2 separate regions of the Hordeum vulgare genome follow, and region 2 is linked to region 1. The links are chromatin contacts, called in public Hi-C maps. All regions are on one chromosome and are shown on one strand. Each heading gives the region's core, a stretch centred on a gene start, on an enhancer-like site or on the middle of the called end of the contact. The rest is flanking DNA. Distances are from core to core; before and after follow the strand shown. Region 1 has its middle 290 kb from the start of LOC123409668. Region 2 holds the start of LOC123412406 (L-gulonolactone oxidase 2-like).

The links. Hi-C and Micro-C count contacts between places; a contact is called where the count stands out from the background.
Region 2: a Hi-C map of leaf shows a contact between it and region 1, with 9 times the contacts expected there. The contact joins the promoter of LOC123412406 here to the enhancer-like site in region 1. A contact is called at or near these places in 3 of 6 Hi-C or Micro-C datasets (leaf and seedling).

What each region holds. Positions count from the first base shown.
Region 1 is chr7H:426,404,686-426,408,182 of MorexV3_pseudomolecules_assembly, reverse strand. No RefSeq gene overlaps it. Among protein-coding and RNA genes, the nearest start is that of LOC123409668, 290 kb to the right of the region's middle. Within about 2 kb of position 1,597, at least 2 of the 3 cell types and tissues checked have open chromatin away from gene starts, as enhancers often do. A contact at or near this core is called in leaf, where this site is marked.
Region 2 is chr7H:426,747,243-426,750,902 of MorexV3_pseudomolecules_assembly, reverse strand. LOC123412406 (L-gulonolactone oxidase 2-like) reads right to left here and starts at 2,230. Exons shown (of 2, transcript XM_045105347.1): 1 at 1,460-2,230; 2 at 1-878. The coding sequence starts at 2,128.

The DNA.
Region 1 (3,497 bases), core at 348-2,847:
GTTATACTTCAATAGGATTAGTCCCCTCTCTTTATTTCTCGCATTGCTGCAGTGAGTCCACCTATAACCCTCGTCCCTTTGATACTGATGTATACTTAGCATAATTCTAATGTCAGTCTTGTGAGTACTTTGGATAAGTACGCACCGTTGTTTTGCTCCCCCTTTTCCCCTTGATACGATTGCTGTGACCAGATGATGGAGTCCAGGAGATGGCGTACCCCGCCGATGACGTACTGCCCTAATGGTGTCGACTGCTACGTGGAGGCCGCTGACGACCATGATTAGTTTAGGAGGTTCCCAGGCAGGAGGCCTCACCTCGTCCGATCGATGTATCTTGTGTGCTAGCCTTATCTAAGGCATTGTCATGTTTTATGTCTGTACTTACATTTTTGTTGTTTCCGGTGACTCGTGTGTTTCTCGAGATTCTGTATTCAAGCCATCGAGGCCTCTGGCTTGTAGTATGAAGCTTGTATGTTTTTATTTGTGTTGTGATATCTTCCCATAAGTCCTTAATCTTGGTTGTACGCACTGCGTGTATGATTAACGTACGGTCAAATCAAGGACGTCACACCTTTTTAGAACACTTCGATAGTTGATGCACCGCCAAACCTAGACAAATCTTAAAAAAAATGAAGCTTGAAGGAAGAACACAGGAGAAAGATTAAGTGTGGTTTGGGCATATCATCGAACACCTCATGTGCATAGAAAATGAGAACAGAGCACAACACACACCTCCCACCACATAATTAGGACCAAAAAACAAAGAAGACCACGTAGGTTGGACATATATATAGAAATCTTTTTAGTCTCGATTGGTGTTCCAAATCAAAACTGAAGACACATCATTAGTCTTGGTTAAAGACACCAACCGGGACTAAAGGGGTTGCACGAGGAGAGAGGCTCTTTAGTCCCGGCAATGTGTGGAATCACTTCTAAAGGTCTCAACCAAATACGGACTGATGCCTGTTGAAGTTCGGCCGGCGTTTTGACCGTTCGAATCAGAACTGATGTTTTCATTAATCTTGATTAATACACAACCGAGGTTGTTCCTTTTATTTAACGAGAACCAATGTTATATTTTCGCTAGTGGGAATGGCCAGCGGCGCGGGGAGGGGGCTCGAGGAAACTAGGCGTGCTCGTGTGTGTGTTGGAATTGGAATTCGCTTCGCTCCCAATGTATCATCTCCATGAAGCGCTACCGCACCGGTGTCGTCTCCATGAGTCGCTACCGCACCGGCCTAGGGGATTTGCGGTCACAAAGAGTTGCGGGCCTGCAGTTGCTGTTTCCTCCGTCCACGTAAGTAATACTCCCTCCGTTCCTAAATATAAGTCTTTTAAGAGATTTTACTAAACGTCTACATACGAAGCAAAATGAGTGAATATAAATTTTAAAGTATATCTATATACATCCGTATGTATTCCACTAATGAAATCTTTAAAAAGACTTATATTTTAAAACGGAGGGAGTGCTAGTTATCTAGACGATGGTAGACACCCATGTGGTGAAAAGGAAAGGAAGAGCATGGATGCACCTTGGGTGGCAGATGGAACCAAGACAAATATCATTCTTACCTACCCCCGGCTGCATGCTGCTCGTAGCAAACGTTCACACGTCACAAAAATACGACCTAACAGGGTTTCTCTTATCTGTTCTAAACGTCCAACTGTCTGGTACATGTCATATTCATTTTAAATATGAAAGCGATATGAAGGTTATGGATGCGGCTGCGCATGTTTGGTTAGTCCGTCACATTAGACATGTCACCACTTTGGATCATTTTTTCTTTTATTTATTTATTTTTTTCCGTTCTTCTTTAACAATAATGTGCAAGTGATCGGACATAAGAAAATAAAAATAAAAAATACGACTGCGTAGATGAAAAAGTAAAGGCTCAAAACGAACATGTCCAATCACTAAATGGACACGTCCGCGAACGTATAGCGATCATATTTGTTAAATTCAGTTGTAGATGCTCTAACGAGTTACACGTCTATTACAATTGCTCACTGGTCAACTTAGAATTGTGTAATGGAAAGCGATGTTGGGGTGTCCCTTCTATGAATCACGTAATGGGTAAATAAAAGTAGAGCAACAGGGAGAAACAGTGATGTGGGTGGTGTATTGCTCTTCTGTCTTCTTTGTTCTCACAACTCAATTGGATGGCAAGCAGTGATGATGGCAAGGCCAACTCGGTACGGCATTCTTTCCTAAATCGATTAGAGACCCATAACTTCTGAATAAAATTGGTAGCGACAGCGCGCAAATTTTTGGTTGGCCAACCCCCGCGCACTTTACTGTCCATACCTGGTAGTCTGCCCTGTGTGTATTTGGCTAGCTGATCATCGAAGAGCCAATCAGCCAGAGGCCAACTAAATATCGCTAACAAACGCTGTCTTGTCCAGTAGGTACGTGCGCTGTGAAATGTGAGTGATCACTGACTGCTTGTCTAGAGCAATATTGTGCACGCAACGCGCCAAAGTTCGACATTTGTTTAGCCACGCACGTTTGTGTGTCGTGTCATTAGTTCCGTCGAGCAATTTTTTTGCTATATGCAACTACAGGGACAGACCATGCATATTATCCAGAAGGCACAGATCTTTGAATAGGCCGACATAAGCATGCGCATTATCTAACCATACGATAAGCCAAAGATGATGTCCAGTGTGTTATTTTGTATTTTATCGTAAGTAAGTAGATATATCCCTAAATATACTAAAAAAAGAATTCTCTTTGGCCTCTGCATCAAATGATGTATACAACCATTTTATGAAACAAGGTAACAACAAGAAAAGGGCTTCCGCAAAAAACAACAACAAGGAAAGGGGTGTTTTAGTGCCCAAGCCGAAAAACACCTGATATCATACTCGTTCGATGCCGTCTTGGGATTTGAGAATGGGACCACTAGTCGCAGTACTGGTGCGTTGGAAAAAAAGTGAACCAGGGAGAATATGTGAGCAAATAGTGCGGTGGGTCCAACGCATAGAGCGGGAGGGAGAGTCGAGCCATGGTTAAACGGCGTCGTCTAGCGATGGATTCTGATCCATGGCTTGAGAGTTTCGTGTTCTATGTGACCCTTGGCTCATTCTGATAGCCCATGATGCATGTTTTGAATCTGGTCAGCGGCACAAAAATTGACCAAAGTTTTTCAGTCGGCGGGTTCCAAACATCCGGAGGTTAGGGATGAATAGTGAAGACTATAGTCAGACCAGTGGCGGATCCAGGATTTGAAGTTACGAGGGGCGGATCCAGGATTTGAAGTTACCAGGGGCGGACTTTTAAAGGAAAGAAAAAAAATGAAAGGCAAAATACAATCAAATAAGACAATCAAAAAAAATAATTGGCCAAGAGTATGCATGCATGCAAGACGAAATTATCAAAGTAGTTTATTTCTCAAGAAGTAGGCAAAAATTATCAAAGTAGTTTTATTCTCAAGAACTAGGCAAAAATTTAATGCAAAAAATCACATAAAGTCTAACTTGGACTCCCGCTGGCTAAA
Region 2 (3,660 bases), core at 981-3,480, 340 kb before region 1:
CCGTCGGGATCGTACCTGGCCTTCACCTTGAGGAACTCAGCAGCCTTGGGGTACTTGGCTATGACGCCGTCGAAGACAAAGTTACGGTTCTTGCCCCAGTGTGGGACGGCGCCATACTTGCGCAGCGCCAGCTGCTCGATCTCGTCGACCACGTCGGAATCCGCGCGCGGCTCACCTTCAGTGTAGCTCCGGTAGTAGGTGACGTCGAAGTCGATCGAGTCCTCGGATTTCCCGAGGTAAGCGGAAGAGGCTCTGACGTAGCGGAGGAGCACGCCGAGCTTGGCGTCGAGGCCGCAGAAGGCGCGCGGCTTGAGGTCGCGGAGCTTCTGCATCTCAGCGATGAAGGCCGGCGCCTTGGAGAGCGCCACGCTGAAGCCGGAGTTGTAGAAGAAGGGGCTCCGGATGCGCGGGTCCCACGTGCAGGAGGATAGGAGCCCGTCCTCCGGGCTGCTGATGCAGGTCCCGGATGCCTGGATGCGGTTCTGGAACCCCACCACGGGCCACCCCGTGAAGAATGAGCCGTCGTTGGTGAAGCCGTAGGCCTGCAGCTCGAAAAGCACGGATGGCGCCCGCGCCGCAAGACACCTGGCGATGTTGCTGCCGTCCTTCTGCAGGTGCTCCTCCGTGGCTCTGGCGGTGATGAGCGCGAGCGTCGGGTTGGAGCGAAAGCCGAGATAGTCGTTGAGGCCGTTGCCCTTGGTGGAGACGGGTACGCGATCGTCCTTGCGGTAGATCACCTTGCCTTGTCGCGGGAGCCACGCCATGTCACCGAACTCGTACAGCCCGCCCCACATGGCCGCCTGCGACGCGAAGTCTGTGTCGTCGCGCTTCTCAAACGTCACCGACCGCTTGAACATCGGCTGCAAGGCTAGCGTAACCTGCACACATGACACATGCATGCACACCCATATACTATAAATTAGCCCTTTTATTCATTCATTCATCCGTAGAGAAAAAGGAAGATCAAGCCTCCCGAACCCATAAACTACCTTGCTCGTGCTGGTTTATTAATCGTACTTAGTTTTCATTCCATGGACATGCATGAAGAGTAGTTAGCCTACGAACCTAAATTTATCTTTCACTCCAAAGCAATTAGTAGAAGAGTACTCGTTAAGAACCATGCATGCATGGATGCACACCAGCAAGTAGCCAAGTACGTACATATACTCGGCGCAGCCAAAAGATTTCAGGACTTTCTTTTTTGAGGTTGCGCTCATGTGGTACTCCCTCCGTTCCTAAATATAAGACCTTTTAGAGATTGTATTATAAACTACATACGGATGTACATAGACATATTTTAAAGTATAGATTCACTCATTTTGCATTGTATGTAGTCTTTTAGTGAAATTCCTAAAAGATCATATGTTTTGGAATGGAGGGAGTAGATTTGAGGGCATATATGCATGCACAAAAGAATGAATTTTCTTCTTGCATTTGTACGAAGCCGCGTAGGTTGTACCTGGGACACGACGCCGAGGACGCCGAGGGAGACCTTGACCGCGTCGAGGTCAGGGTCCCCGATGCTGAGCTCCCTGACCACGGCAAATCCCTGGCTGGCCGGTGCAGGCGTTACGATCCTCATCCCTACTACGTACTCATGCACGGCGCTGCCCTTGCCCCGCAGCGAGCTGCCGTGGGCACCCGTTGCGAGGAGGCCCCCGATGGTGAGTCCGTACCAGTAGGGCGAGTGCGGCAGCGCGAGCCCCGCCGCGGCGGCCGCCTGGATCAGGTCCTTGAGCACCATGCCGCTCTCCACCGTCATCAGCCCCTTGGCAGCGTCGACGCTCACCGTCTTGTTGAGCCGCTCCGTGCTGATGATCGTGCCGTCGCGGCCCCCGGGGCAGGCCAGCTTGGTGAAGCTGTGGGAGTGCCTGGTGGCCACCTTAACCTTGCGTTTGGACGCGGCGGCGGCAGCCACGGCGGCCACGAGCTCCTTCTCGGTGCGGGGGAACGTGGCGTTGGCCGCGCGGCAGATGGTGCGGTCCGGGAAGGAGCCGTACACGTTGGTGACGGTGCAGTCGGACGTGCCGCGGGCGCACTCCACCGGCTCCGGCGGCGGGCTGGATACGGCGAGGCCGAGGAAGAGCACCAGGAGGGAAAATGTAAAGGCCCTGCTACGTTCCGTCATTGCTCTTGACACTTTGCTAGTCGACCTTGTAACTTGTAACACGTACCGCTAATGTCTAGAGTACGGTTGATGGAATGCGAGTGAATGACTACCGCTGTTAGCCAAGGCAGGCATTAAATAGCTAAGCAAGAGCTTGCCAGGTCAAGCTCATGGCCGGCTTGGTTCTCGCTTGTTTAACTACGCCCAAGTCCCTCTCATGCCATCGAGGAACGATGTGACCCATGCAGCGTCGAATGGACCGTTCGCCCCACGTTTTTCTTTTTTGCACAGTCTGTTCTTCTCAAGTGAGTCTTGATCCAGAGTTGGTGCGTGTGTATTCAATGTTCGCAAGTTGTCATTTTCAAATTAAAAATTACGTCCACGCGCGGCTAGTGAGGCCATACATGATTATATCCATATAGGGTCACTAATTGGGATGTGACGTATCTGCTACACTAATAAACAGTAAAATCGTAAAAATAGTAACACAATTTAAAAAATTCTGATTTTTTATGATGAACTTTAACAAATGCTTTATATGCTTGCAAAATTTCAGCACAAAATAACATTCATGAAAGTCGTGAAAATAACGATGCTCTGGATATATTTTAGAGTACTTTGTTTTTGCCATGACTTTCAGGAATGTCATTTTCTGCAGAAATTTATGGGGCATACAAAACATTCTTCAAAGTTTATCACAAACAAAATCAGAATTGTTTGAATTGTTCTACTATTGTTTTTCATTTTACTGCTCATCATGATGCATTTGAGTTTTGGATCAGAATATGACTTTCACACTATTTGAACATCCACGTAGGTCTGTTTTGGAGAAAAGTTCACATAGGTTTGTTTGCACCTATGCACCTATATATAACCCGTTTATATCCTCTCCTACATTTAGTTCTGATTTCATTCTTTCCTTCATTCAACCTTCAAACATATGTCTTCTTTTACCTGTTTTGACGTATTTCTGGCTCAAAATTGTTTTCCCCGCATCAGGTTTTCCTGAAAACAGGTTCAACTAGCTCACGTCTTATTCTAACCTATAAGATTGCTAGCCAACTTGGCTCCATGAAGCTCCCTTAATTTGGTCTACTTCTCGGTGTCGATCTTTCATCAGACGCATTTGGGCCGTGAGATCTTTCACTCCCTCGTCAAATCAAATTTTCACCTAGCGGCCATTTTCACTAGCCAATGACGGGTGGGGTCGTCTCGCATGCTCATTGGCTGGGTGTGTCTTTCCCATGTCCGCGAGGGATTCACCAATCCTCTCCGTGCGCGCCCCATGCTCGATCGACAGAATAAGCAAGATGGTCAAACCCTAGCCGTCAATCCTTCTCGTTTCGAGCCCCGCGCCCCCTTCGACTCATCTCCTCCCTGCTCCATCCTCCCCAACACTGTTGCCCCCTCTCCCCGCCCGCCTTAGCCGCCTCCTCTCCTCCCCGTCCCGTCGGCCCCCTCCTTCCTCCCTGCGTTGGAGCACAGATGCCTTGGTAGGGGCAGAATGTCGTGGCTTTTATCTCCCCTTGTCCAACACTAGCTGGTGAACAAGA